Linked DNA regions of Zea mays: region 2 is linked to region 1. The links are chromatin contacts, called in public Hi-C maps. All regions are on one chromosome and are shown on one strand. Each heading gives the region's core, a stretch centred on a gene start, on an enhancer-like site or on the middle of the called end of the contact. The rest is flanking DNA. Distances are from core to core; before and after follow the strand shown.

Region 1 (2,700 bases), core at 49-2,548:
TCCAACTGAACAATAAGAGCAGGCGTAATCCTTTTGTGGCAAGTTTGGATCAACTCGGCTGCATAGGCAAAGTTTTCATATATTAATCTTCCACGAATGAACCCCGACTTATTTTGGTCAATTATGTTGGCAATTTTCTTTTGAAGCCTAGGCGTCAGCATTTTGGACATGATCTTGATGCCAGCGTGGAATTTCGAGGCGAGGTGGAGCACATAAGATGATGTGTGGCCAGGTAGCAGTGTAGAAGGCTAAGTCATTAATGATTGTGTTGATATCAATCTTATCTAATTTTTTTTCTCGATACATAAGGTGGCCAAACCATTCAATCATTTTTTTGAGAGACGGTAGACCTCAAAATAGTTCTTCAATTATTTTTAACATCGAAAAACTCCTTTCGGTTGATGCCACCATGACAAGTATATTAAATAAGATTCGATAAGCTATAAAAACATGATTGGAATCCATCTTATTGATGTACTCAAATTTATCCATAAAAGATATGGGTGGTTCTAGCAAGTTTAGCTTCAAAACTCTTAACTCAAACATTAGATTATTTAGTTAAACATTAGCTATCCTGTTAGCTATATAATAAAATGCAGGAGGTGGGCCCCCCTAGGATTTGGGGGCCTAGGGTGGCCGCCAGGGGGAGCCCTATGCCTAGAATCGGCCCTAAGCATGCAGGTAGATCGAAAAATAATTCATCTCATGAAAATAGATGCGTTAAATGCATGAGTGACATCTGGATTTATTGAAGGATGTCACCTAGGTTCACGAGCTTTAAAATTGCATTTCTATGTTCTTAAATTTATTAAGTGGACCACACTACAGTCCAGTAATAAACTTGTGACACACTATTTTTATAAATTTAGGGATGCGAAAACCTAGAAATGCATTTTTAAAGTTTGTAGACCTAAGTGACATGCTTTGACAAGTTTAGGAGCCGCCGATGCATTTAACTCAAATTAGATTACATATAAACTAATTATGAGCTGGTAAGGACTAATAGACTCTAACCATCAATTAACCACCATAGTTTTTATTATATTAAGCTTTGTAATTAGCGTTTCAAAATACAGGTTTTTTGTTAGCCTCATATATGAAACATGCCCTCATTTAAGTCTTGTATTTTTGTGGTGGCTGGTCCTAGGTGTTCTGAGACGCGACCTCTGATCAAATGGGCGCGCAACAGGTCACCGCAGAGGACGTCTGGCATTTGGGCTGGTGGTACAAAAAAAAATCTATCAAAGCCTGAGAGGCCGTAGCACAACCACCTTCCCTGCCCTGCCCTCAGTGCCCTGTCAAGGATATTTTAGGCAATGCGTTGCCCAATTCCACAGGCCACGTCACACGTGGTGCGGCTCTAACCGTATCGTCCCTGCCCGGTGGGGCCGCGGTCGCGTAGCAGACACCGACGGGCCGTCACGGGCCCTGCTCGCCGCAGACGATCCAGGGGCCAGGCGGCGCGCGGGTGATCTCGCCACGGCGCGTTTTGTGTGGCCCGCCCGTGACGGGAGGCGGAAGAGGGAAGAGGCGACGCGACGCGGCTCTATAAAACCGCGCCTCCAACCAGTACTCCCCCGGCACCCTAGAGAGATTCTGTTTTCGCACCAGCGCCGGCACAGGCAACGCAGCACCGCACCGAGCCGAGCCACTTAGCGAGCGAGGGAACAGCCTCCACGGCGAGGAGAGAATGGGGAGAGGAGGGATCGGAGGCGCGGCGGCCATGGCCATGGCCATGGAGACCGCCGATCCTGCCCGTGCATTCGTGAAGGACGTCAAGCGAATCATTATCAAGGTGATTGGCCTACCTGTCTCGTTGTTCTTCGTTCTTCTTTTTATCGTCTCGTCTTGCGAGAATGCAGAGACGTTTTTAAGTCTTGTTGCTCTTCGTGCGGCCCATGTTTTCTGTGAGGTCTTTGCGATGTCGGTACGGATTTGCGAGGGTAGAGAATTCGATTTCGATCCGATTTCGCATTTTTCTTTTCGCGGCGTGCTTGCGACTGTATTTTTTTTTTAAAAAAAAAGAAGTCGATGCTGGATATCTTTCCGTCCTAAACGCGGAAAGTTGTTCGTTTGGGATCTGCGACCTGAAAGTATTTCCGTTGGGAATGGAGAACGTTTTTGTCTTTCTCAGGCGCTATTGTTTCAGTATAGTATTTCGCGTGTTCCCTATGTTTGGTGTTTGGTGGTGCCGGTCAACATCTGATCGTTCAAACTCGGGATGGGGAAAACAACAGCCCCAGATGTTTCTGTTTTTTTTTTGACTCACAAGACACTCGTTGGGATAGGACGTGTATTCAGTTTTAGTTTTTAGGATTCTTCACTAAACAAAGATGAAGGGATAAAAAATGCTAAGCTGCAGGTTTTGCTTACAACAAAAAATATAGTTACCAGATTTTGTCGTTATGTTTGCTGGTTTCACATTTATTATGCTGTCTTACAGGTGGGCACGGCTGTTGTCACTGGCATGAATGGCCGATTGGCCATGGGGAGGCTCGGTTCTCTCTGTGAACAGGTACAATACGTATAATAGAGGAAATTTCAAAAGAAAAATGTAAACAGAAACATCTTTGTGACAACATAAAAATGTGGCCCACATGTCAGGCTCATAGCGTGCCTCATTGTTGCATGAGGCTATCACGTGGGGCCTCATTGCCTTGTTGTTACAAGGGCTAGCTTCAGATTTTTCAAACTATGTAT
Region 2 (2,700 bases), core at 200-2,699, 73 kb before region 1:
AGATGACGTGGCACCCTTGGGAATGAAATTTCTCGTTGGGAATGTCCGAAACATCACGTGAGAAAGGATGCTGGGACCGATTGGGGCAGGCGGCGAATCAAAAGGAAAATATATGGGACGATGGGCTCTGGATTAGCGTCTACGAATAGTTAGAGAAGGTTCGAGGGAGTTGTTGAACTTGTTTTTCCTTTTCGATTATCTCTATACCTTATAGATTGAAAAGTATTAGAAAAAATATGAATGATTTTGATTTGATATGGATTAAAACTCATCTAATCCCTGCAATCCATATGTATTTTTATTAAACCGAACAACCCTTAAAAAGGTATTAGGGGTAGAACATCTCTAAAAGGCTAATTAAATGGCTTGTCAAGTCAAATTTTTGCTATCCAACAACAAAACAACTCTCCAACAAACTATCTCTTTGACTCGATAAGCTATCCGATTTTTCAAATTGGCTCCCTCACGAGCCGAATTTGGCTAGCTAATTTGACTAGTCAAACTAAACAGATAGTGAGTCTGTAGCTAGCTTTGGATTTCCTTTCCTGCCTTCGTATGGACAGAGGGGGTGCTGCGTGGCTCATGGCCTCATGCTTCCTAGTCAAAGCTAAAAAAATATTACCTCCATTCTCGAATATTTGTCGTCCACAAAGGTTTTGTCCTGGTATAAGGGATGAAAATCTATCATGGATTTAATTCGGGTCTGGATTGAGTGAATCCGTACCTCATACCTAGTCCCATGGTAGGATTAAATTCATCATTTAATATATGTATCTCTCAAAGCTAGTTGTATTTTTTATGCATAAATTCTAATATAAACTTGTGCAATATCTTTATAGATTTGTTACATATCTAATGAGTTATGGATAGATCCATGTCTTTCATAGTTAAAAAATCCCAGATCCTTAGATTATAATCCATGATGGGTTTAAACCGAATAATTTTTTTTTAAAAAAGGCTTTGATTATTTTTTGGTATAGATTGCGACATAGATTTAATTTCAGTCTATATTAATCTAAAGTTGGATTGGTGTAAACGAACAATGACTAATTTATTTTTAAACTAAAACGTGATAAATAAAAAAAGAACCGACAGAAGAGAAGGGGAATCGGGTGGGGACATATGACACGTCAGCGACCGGCACGCGCGAGAGCAACCAATATGGAACCATGCTCCGCGTCACCATTCTTGTTTGTTTGTTTGTAATATGGCAATTCCTGGCTTCCTGCGCGCCGGGTGGAACACCTAAGGTCTCTCATATATCTCCTGTTTGTTTCTCCTCTCAAGAACCGGGGACAAGCCTGTGTCTATCTGTTGCTTTAGATCTACCTGCTACCGTGGAGGCTCCCTATAGAAGGACGGTTGCCCGCCACGTACAGCTGCGTGTGTCGTCCACTGACCACGTGCTCGGCGCACTGAACACACAGCAAAATGACAGGGAGATCTTAGATGAGGACGACGCACGAAGGACACGTCAACAGCAGAGACGAGCAGTATGGAATGATGCATTTCTGTCGCCCTGTATTGTCCTTTTTAACTAGACTACAAGGTACCCTATATATGCATCAAATTTTGGTACCTCGAAATCTGACTAGAAGGCGAAAGGTAGTACCATATATTTAAAGGACTATAGGACTGATTTAGTAAATAGAGATTACGAGATGAATTCTCTTACTATTTAAAATTAAATATTAAGGTCATTTTTTGTTATAGATCCTCTCGTGATTTCTGTCCACAAAATCAGCCTGTATGGGCTGCGGTCGTCCCGGGCTGGCCCGCAGTACCGAGACAGCGGCTCAGACATGGCCTTTCTGTCGGGTCAGGCCGGTACATGCCGCACTTAAGCCAGGCCAAATCTACTGGTCATAGGCCGGCCATGGGCCTCGCATAAAAATATCAGAGCGCAGCGCAGGTCACGGGTGAGTGCGTCGGGCAGTGTGAAAAGGTCCCAAATCCACTTGTCGTCCCCAGGGAGTACGCGAGGAACCCTTTTCCGGTTTCCCGCACAGCCAGGCGGCGCTTTGATCCTTCGGTCCTGTGTCCTTCCTTCCGAGTCCCTCCCACGCGAGGCAACGTGGATTCCACGGTACAAGACAACAGAAGACGACCTGAGCTGAGGCGCCAGATTTTTGCAGGCTGATCGCCCCCGCTACCCCCATGTTAGGCTGCCTTATTTTATGTTGGTTGGTAAACAATGTTCTCTCCATGATTAGTGGTGGACCGCAAACTAGTTTATGCTGGTACCATAACGAGCGAGGGATGCCTTCAACGTTTACATGAGCTCCAACTTTGTTTTGGCTATTTTTGTTAAAGATTATTTATAACACATAGATTAAAAAAAGAAATAATTCTAACAAAACAAATATACTAACGTTATTTTCTAATGTAAAAACTCATTTTTTTAAAAACTACTCCCTCGTCCTAAATTATAAGATATTTTGGATTATGTAGATACATAGTTTTTGGTGCACTTATATACACACTAGTATATAGTCCATGCTAACGCTGCGATCCTGGAACAACAGCGCAATATTTGTTTGTAGGGTGGGCGTTTGGGTTACTGGAAATTTCGGTTCTGGTAATTTGGATAATTTAAATTTCAAATTCTAAGAATCGTTACTCGAAATTTGAGCATTTTTATATTACCCTAAAATACGGGTACCCGAAATTTCAGGTTCGGGTTCGGGTATTCTCGAACTA

What was found. Hi-C and Micro-C count contacts between places; a contact is called where the count stands out from the background.
Region 2: a Hi-C map of endosperm shows a contact between it and region 1, with 7 times the contacts expected there. The contact joins the enhancer-like site here to the promoter of LOC100280719 in region 1. A contact is called at or near these places in 9 of 25 Hi-C or Micro-C datasets (bundle sheath, endosperm, leaf and 4 more).

What each region holds. Positions count from the first base shown.
Region 1 is chr8:174,705,988-174,708,687 of Zm-B73-REFERENCE-NAM-5.0, reverse strand. It overlaps LOC100280719, which reads left to right and starts at 1,298. Exons shown (of 21, transcript NM_001153639.1): 1 at 1,298-1,795; 2 at 2,444-2,515. The coding sequence starts at 1,691.
Region 2 is chr8:174,779,215-174,781,914 of Zm-B73-REFERENCE-NAM-5.0, reverse strand. No RefSeq gene overlaps it. Among protein-coding and RNA genes, the nearest start is that of LOC100272628, 23 kb to the left of the region's middle. Within about 2 kb of position 1,449, at least 18 of the 20 cell types and tissues checked have an H3K27ac peak or open chromatin away from gene starts, as enhancers often do. A contact at or near this core is called in bundle sheath, endosperm, leaf and 3 more, where this site is marked.